Regions from separate parts of the Mus musculus genome. Here region 1 is linked to region 2. A link is a contact called in public promoter capture Hi-C data. All regions are on one chromosome and are shown on one strand. Each heading gives the region's core, a stretch centred on a gene start, on an enhancer-like site or on the middle of the called end of the contact. The rest is flanking DNA. Distances are from core to core; before and after follow the strand shown.

The links. Promoter capture Hi-C pulls out the DNA fragments that hold promoters and counts their contacts.
Region 1: a promoter capture Hi-C map of liver shows a contact between it and region 2, with 4 times the contacts expected there. The contact joins the promoter of Mrps10 here to the promoter of Abcc10 in region 2. A contact is called at or near these places in 2 of 39 promoter capture datasets (liver and pre-B cells) and 1 of 115 datasets of contacts at active chromatin or transcription factors (astrocytes).

Annotation. Positions count from the first base shown.
Region 1 is chr17:47,367,435-47,371,592 of GRCm38.p6, forward strand. It overlaps Mrps10 (mitochondrial ribosomal protein S10), which reads left to right and starts at 1,453. Exons shown (of 7, transcript NM_001146212.1): 1 at 1,453-1,520. The coding sequence starts at 1,473.
Region 2 is chr17:46,325,683-46,329,640 of GRCm38.p6, forward strand. Abcc10 (ATP-binding cassette, sub-family C (CFTR/MRP), member 10) reads right to left here and starts at 2,341. Exons shown (of 21, transcript NM_170680.2): 1 at 2,090-2,341. The coding sequence starts at 2,250.

The sequences.
Region 1 (4,158 bases), core at 203-2,702, 1.0 Mb after region 2:
GAGAGGGGCCACCAGAGCTAATTCTGAGGACACTTCTGGGTTGCCTGTGCAGGTAGGGCATAGCCAAATCCAGCCACACACTAGTTAAAGATTCTGTTTCCATATAGAGATCACATATAGGCCCGCCTGAGGGGCAGGAAAGTGGTCCATATTCATAAATCTCTCATCAGTTGTGCCATCTGGACATTCTACCCTTTGCTTAGTTCTCTGGCCTGCCAAATAAGAATTAATGCCTGCTTGTGGGAGACCCAGCTTTACATTGGCATGATGGTTTATGGAGATATAGTATTGGCTAGTTTTGTGTGTCAACTTGACCCAAGCTGGAGTCACTGGAGAGGAAGGAGCCTCAGTTGAAGACATATCTCCATACGATCCAACTGTAAGGCATTTTCACAACTGCTGATCTGTGGGGGAGGGCCCAGCCTACTGTGGGTGCTGCCATTCCTGGGTTGGTAGTTCTGGGTTCTATTAGAAGGCAGATTGAGCAAGCCATGGGAAGCAAGCCAGTAAGCAGGACCCCTCCATGGCCTCTGCATCAGCTCCTGCCTCCAGATTCCAGCTCTGCTTGAGTTCCTGTCCTGACTTCCTCCAGTGATGGACTGTGATCTGGAAGTGCAAGCCAAATAAACCCTTTCCTCCCCAGCTTGCTTTTTGATCATGTTGTTTTGTAGCAGCAATAGAAACCCTTACTAAGACATATACTTTGTTTCATTCGCATTAAGTTGACCCTTATTCATTTTCCCAACAACCTCTTAAGGCCCAGGATGTAGAAGAGATGTCACAAATTCAGGATGACATTTATCATGTAGCATTTTAATCTCATTTAATCCTCTACTGCAAGTATGATTTGTTCTCATCTCTACTTGGCAAGTGAAAGAAAAAAAAAAAAAAAAAGGGGGTTCAAAGTACGGAAGAAATTTGATCAAGTCACCCACCTAAATAGAAACCAGAGCGCCTAAGTGTGGAGCTTCCATTATGCTAAATTGCATGGGAAGGCATTTTGAAAAACACAATTTAGAAAAATCCATTAACAAGCCTGGCATTCCGATGGTGTGAACAAAGTTTAAGAATGAAACGCCTTTTGCAATAAGGTAAAATGTTAGAATTTGGACTCAGTAGCAGCAGCAACTTCCTTCCCAAGTATTTCTGTTGTGTTTGTCTCTAAGCAAACAGAACCACCCAAGACAAATAGGATCTTAGGATAGACAGCGTATAGATAGAACCTGGGAGTTTATCCAGACGGCGGAAGCGACGCATCCACTCAAAACCTTAAATGAATGAGTGAATAATAAATAAGTAAATAAATAAGAAAATAGAAAATTTAAAATATAATTTTAAAAAAATTCAAGGAGCACCGTCTCTATGGTTGTTTCAGTGTCGGAACACAGGAGACACTCTTTCCTTTTCGAACTCTATGGTTCGCGAACAATGCTGTGACCCCGGAAGCGGTCCTGGGCGATCAGGGCACCAAGATGGCGGCGCGCGCAGCGTGTGTGGCTCTGTGCCGGCGCCTGCAGCAGGTAAAGGGGTGGGCGTGGGGTCCCGGCTGCCGACGGCGCCGTCATCGTCGAGTCTCGCTGCCACCCTCTGCCCGACCCGTACGGAGTCATCCTCCGTTGGAGGAAGTTATTAGAAAGTGACAAGAAAAGGGCAGGTTTTTCTCTCGAGGGACCCTACATAAATTGGCAAGACGGGAGCGAGAACCGTAAGACGTCAGAGCAGGAAGGATGAGGAAAACGCGTTCAGAGCCCTCCCTCCACGGTAGAGAGGGCCATGGAAACCGTGAGCTCAGAGAAGACAACGCTGGTCTCGGATTCTTAGGAACCGAGCCAGCAAACGCTGGGTCACATAAAGCCCCGGTGCAGCCCCACTGGGACGCCCTGCTCGCCTCCACGGCTGAGGAGGTGACCCGAGAGCTCCCAGGTCAGGGGAATGGGTCAGATCTCCCTCGAGAGGGTCTTTGAAAAAGGAAAACTTGCCTGGAGTTCGCATGGCATGAATCACAGCACTGGGGAAAGGAGGCAGGCGGACGAACTTCTGGGTTCGAAGACAGCCAGGTTATGTATTGAGATCCTATCACAAAAATAATTTAAATTAAAAACAAAAAAACCAGGCTGTTCTCAAGAACTTTGGTCTTGAAACTTTTGTGACTCTTCTCAATGGTCATTTAGTAGTTTTGAAAATAATGCTCAGAACTGGGTCAGATGGCTGACCCTGAAATAGCATTACTTGTAAAACCTGGCTTGCATATTGAGGCCCTGTCCCAAAATAAACGAATTCTTTAAAAAAGGAAGAGCTGACACTGTGGCTCGGTTGCTCAAGGGCCTAATGCCTAAAGCTGGCCCTGTCGGCCCCACAGCAGCATGTAACCCAGAGGTGGTGGCCCACACCTGTAATACCAGCCCTTGAGAGGCCAAAGCAAGAGGCGCACGCCTTTAATCCCAGCACTCGGGAGGCAGAGGCAGGCGGATTTCTGAGTTCAAGGCCAGCCTGGTCTACAAAGTGAGTTCCAGGACAGCCGGGGCTACACAGAGAAACCCTGTCTCGAAAAAAAAAAGGATCAAAGATTCCAAAAAGTTTGTTTTTCATACTAGAGATTGAACCCAGGGCCTTGCTTACACCAGACAAGGGTTCTGCCACTGAAGCCCATTTGTAGCCTTCTGTGGGACTCGAGTGGTCTGCTAGGGTTGCCGAGCCATCACTCCAGCCTCGATATCGTCCCAGGTTAGTTAACACTTTAGAAAGCCTGCTTTCCAAAGCAGAAGCAAATTTGAAGAAGAGTAAGCCTGGGACGCAGCCTTCCAGCAAAGGCAGCTTTTCTCTCGTTAGTTTTCGCATACCATCTTTTACTAGATGGTACAACCCACGCAGCTCTGGAAGACTCCACTGAACACCAAATGGAGAATGAGAGCAGAAAAGTCTTGAGTAATGTCATGGTGAGTTTTGGTTTCAGGCCTCCCGAGAGTATCTTAAGAATTCATGGGCAGCCCTGGCCCACACTTGTATAATCACTTACCTTAGGAAAAATATCAAGCCGGGCGTGGTGGTGGTGTACACCTTTAATCTCAGCACTTGAGAGGCAGAGGCAGGTGGATTTCTGAGCTCGAGGCCAGCCTGGTCTACAAAGTGAGTTCCAGGATAGCCAGGGCTATACAGAGAAACCCTTTCTCGAAAAACAAAACAAAAAAAGAAAAAAAAAATTGAGGGGCTAGGGCTGCAGTAGTTAAGAGCACTTGCACAAGTCTGGGGTTCGGGTGCCAGCACCAGGCTGTCAAGGGGAGGCTCCAGGGGCTCATGGGTCCGCTGAAGCTTTTGGCCTTCCAGACTAGCCAAGAAAAGTTGAGACTTGGGGCCAATGAGATCCTTCCTTAATGACACCCAACAGCTTCTAGCCTCCACACTCTCGTACATGCAGGTACATGCATGTAGAAACACTCACAGATGTAGACTTTTTTAAAAATTAGAATGCTAGAGACAGAGTTGTTTGCACTTGTGAGAAAAATTTTATCCAGCCAGATCTGTGCATGTCCAAGGCCTTAAAAAACAAAGCTGCACACGATGGTTCGCAGCCAGCACTTGGGAGGTGAAGTCAGACATAGCGGACGCTCAAGGCTTGCCCATCTCTCCAGTTGGAGGCCAGGTCGTGCCTCATGCAACCCCCACCCCAGGAGTCAAAGCTATTTCAGAGGAAGAATGTGACTGGGAAGCGCCATGCTTCTTAGCATCCGAGTTACTGTGTAGGAGAGCTTACTGTCTGAGTGTGTGGGTGACCACGCATACTCTGCACTGAGCCTGGTGTCCTTGTTTGTAAGCCAAGGAAGGCTGAAGACTGTCCCACAGCATAAGAGCAAGGAAGTAGAAGCAAGACTGGTTGGGGTTTTACTTTGGAGACAAGTTCTCTATTGGAATCCTGGCTGTCCTGGAACTTGCTGGGTAGAGCAAGCTGGCCCCAGGGTCACAGGTCCTCCTGCCTCACAATGCTGGGGTTAAAGGCAGTCATTCGCCACTACAGCAAGCACAGGCTGTTTTAAATGCACCCACTAGTTGTTTGAATTCCTTTACTTGTGTCTCCCTGTTATTTCCGCCTGTGTTGTATTTTTAAAGATTTTAATTGGCTGCTTTCAAGGTCACACTTTTCAATCCGTTTAAAGTATTACT
Region 2 (3,958 bases), core at 1,091-3,590:
GGAGAGATGGCTCAGTAGTTAAGAGCACTCGCTGCTCAAGGACAGCTGAGTTCAGTTCCTAGCAGCCATGTCAGAAAGCTCACAACTGCCTACAACTCCAGCTCCAGAGGCTCCTCTATCCTCTTCTGAACTCCACAGGCATTTGTGGACACACACACACAATACACTTGAACAATGGAAACAGCCTTTAATCACAGCACTAGTGAGGCAGAAGCAAGTGGTCAGTTTGAACTCTGTGAGTTCAAGGTCAGCCTGGTCTACTTAGCAAGGTCTAGGCCAGCCAGTGCTATATAGTAAGATCCTGGGCGGGGAGGGGGGAACCCTCAAATATCTCAAATATAGGCTGGGTGTGGTGGAGTACACCTGTAACATCAGCAGTTGGGAGCTGGGTCAGGAGGGCCATAAACTCAAGCCAAATTTGGGCTATTTAATACCTCATCTCAACACCCTTCTCCCCTCAAAGAGAATCAAACACAGGGTCAGTCGTGACGGTACAGACTTGTCATCCCAGGACCAGGTAGGGTGGAGATGCAAAAGATTTCCAAGGCTACATAGCAAAGCTTTGTCTTACAAAAAAAAAAAAAATCAAAGAGAAAAAAGTTATAGCAGTGACTATCAGAATGCATTTCCAAGTTCACATAAAAGAAAACTGGGTTGGTAGAGATGTTCTTGCAGAGGATCTGAGGTCAGTTCCGAGCACCCATATGATAGCTCACTGTCCTCTGTAACACTAGTTCCAGGGCACCCAATGCCATCTTTTACCCGACATGCATGTAGCACATATGAATAATTGCTGTCGAACACTCTTATGCATAAAACTCTTCCAGTATTTTTAAAAAGAATGAAATTGGGGCTAGAGAGACAGCCGGGCAGTTAAGAGCACTGGCTGCTCTTACAGAGGACCAAGGGTTCAGTTCCCAGCACTCACATGGCAGCTCATGGCTGTCTGAAACTCCAATTCCAGGGGATCTGATGCCCTCCCCTCTGGCCTCCTCAGGCATTGCACCCAAGTGGTGCACAGTCATACAGTTGGGCAAAATCAATCAACCAACTGATCAAAAAAGCAGAGGGTGAGGCTGGAGCCATATTTCTTTAATCCCAGTACTTAGAAGGCAGGAGCAGGCAGATCTCCTTGAGTTCTAGGCCGGGCATACAGAATGACACCCTATTTCAACAACACAAAACAACTCAACTGAGTCTGTTAAGCTCTTTGCAGTCCTAAAAAATGTTTATCTATAAACTAGACACTTTAGTTCCTTTTGTTCCCTCTCATGTGGCCCAAGCTGAGATCCCTCTGCCTCTAGAAAAGCTTAGACTAGACCACCCCTTTTTTTTTTTTTTTTTTTTTTTGACAGGCGCTCTCTTATTAGCCCTGCCTGGCCTGGAACTCACTTTGTAGACCAGGCTGGCCTTGGACTCACAGGCATCCATCCACCTGCCTCTGTCTCCCAAGAGTTGGGATTAAAGGCTTCACATGCCTGACCTGAGCAGGCTTGCTGTGGGTGTCTGTACTAACCTCTTCTAGGCTTTTGCTTCATTCTGCAAAAGGGACAGAAGGACTTAACTTGGCCATCCAAGAACTAAATATAAAATCAAGGCGAGTGTAGCACCAACACCTCACAACACAAAGCCAAGTTAGTTCTAAGATTTTGATTTCGTTACTCTTCTTCCTACAGCTTCTCTCCAGCAGAGTCTACATGGGCTTTTAGCCTAGGGATAGCAGGGCTTGCTGGATGGAAGTGGCGTGCCACTGGCCCTATACAAGCATCCTTTTTTTTTTTTTTTTTTTTTTTTTTTGCTAAAACGTTTATCTAAGTTTGCCTCCAATTCATGGCAGCTCCACTAGGACATTTAAAACTCTGCAAGAGAGATGCATTGGCAACTTTAAGGATATGACAGGCGCCGCACTCGGTGTTTAAACGCCTTGTGTCATTGAACCCGCTCAAAACTGCGGAGACTCCGAGAAGGTAGGTGGCTTGCTCAACTGAGTGCGAACAGTCAGCTTTTATTCTGCTTCTGCCCTACAGAGACCTCGCAATCCCAGGGACATCTGGGAGCGATGTGAGTTGGTGCCTCGTTGCAGTCTCACCTTGGGGTGCCCAAGTGGCAGGCACTGAGGACGGCGAGGAGCGCGTGGGGAAGGGCGCTGAGCACCAGCTGGGTGAAGCAGTGGCCCGTCGTGTCCCCTTCCCACAGCGGGAGCGGCCGCGCCGCGTCCGTGCCACACAGCTGGGCCAGGAGCCCCTCCATAGACACCTCACCCGGGCGGAAGCCAAGAGTGACAAGGCTCGGGGACTGAGTCCCCCGCTGAATCCCCGCCCCCTAGGCGGGACCGCCCCTTGCTTCCGCTTCGAGCTAGAGCCCGCCCATTCTTGAGGTACTTCCGGGGCTGGAGAGGAAGTCGCTGTCCCCGGGGCAGGCCAGTTTCTAGATCCTGGTACTTACGTTCACCCTCCTGTCTCCCGCACTTGGAAACCTAAGCGCCTTTGAGCTGTTTTAATATCTCAAGTGTTTGTGGGTGAGAAAGGACGCGCTGCCAGGTCAGGGTGCTGCGCCACGATGCTAGGGCCCTCTAGAGGCAGGAAGACCTGTTAACGGGTGCTGTTCGCAGTTTTTGGTTATTTTCGCCCATGGGGGTAAGGATGCTCTAACGCGTGCCAGCCTCTGCGCGTGCGTACAGCTCTGCCTCGGGGAGCTGTCCCGGGAGCGCGATGGTGTTTGCGCACGTTTCTGTCTTTTGGCTTGCGCAGTGACCCACCCAGTCCTGTCCTTGTGCAAATTCATTAAGACCCTGGCACGTGGAGCGCTCGCTCTCGCTTACCTATTGCATACTAGTTGACAAATGCACAGCGTTTAAAGAGCTGGAAATCCAAACATGCCTGCCACGCTGAGGAATGCTTGAGGACAAAAGGCTATTCCTGTATCCTAAGGCTACAAGATCTTGAAAGTATCCAACTTACTTGAGCCTTGGTTTTTTGTTTTTTGTTTTTTTTTTTTTTGGCTTTTTTTTTTTTCGATTGAGATGATAATACCAACCCAAGTATTGTGAAATTTGTATAATTTAAAATGTTTATGTCAAGGCCTTAAAATGTTTATGTCTAAAGCTGTGGCTCAAAGATTAAGAAGAGTGCTTCCTGCTCTTGCACAGGACCTGGATTTGATTTCCAGCACCCGTGTAAGAAGGCTCCAGCTCCAGGGATCCAAGGCCTTCTTGGTCTCTGTAAGCACCTGCACACACATACATATAAACTTTAAAAAAAAAGTGTTCAGGTCACGTGCTTTGCTTAGTCATTCCTAAATATTTCAGAGTGATGGGAAGAACGGAAACTTTTGGTTATCCAGATAGATGTTGGTTCGGACCCTGACCCACCAATTTTAGCAGCGCGATGAGATTAGTTTCATTTTAGCTTTATGTTTGCAAGGTGTATATTGGTACTGACTTCATGAGAGTGTTCAGTGTTGTGGGAATAGTTTGGGTTTTTTTCCCCCCAAAATATTTGCCTTCAGAAACTGAAGACCTTGAAACCAAATTAAAGATTTGAGACATTTAAAATTATGTACCTGTCTTGTTTCCCTACTGTGTATTCAATCTGTTTAAATTTATTTAAAAATATTTCTAGAAGAAAGTCCTTATTCCTTTCACATGCCATGTTTTCTGATATATATATATCCCTTATTAATCATACACACAGTACACAGATAAATGACATATTAGACAACAGAGACAGAAGGTACAGGGAGAGAAATGAATTCAAAATCTTTTTTTTTGTTGTTTTTTGTTTTTCAAGACAGGGTTTCTCTGTGTAGCCCTGGCTGTCCTGGAACTCACTCTGTAGACCAGGCTAGCCTTGAACTCAGAAATTCGCCAGCCTCTGCTTCCCAAGTGCTGGGATTAAAGGCGTGCGCCACCACACCCGGCTGAGAATTCAAATTCTTATTCATGGCTTAAACCCCTCCA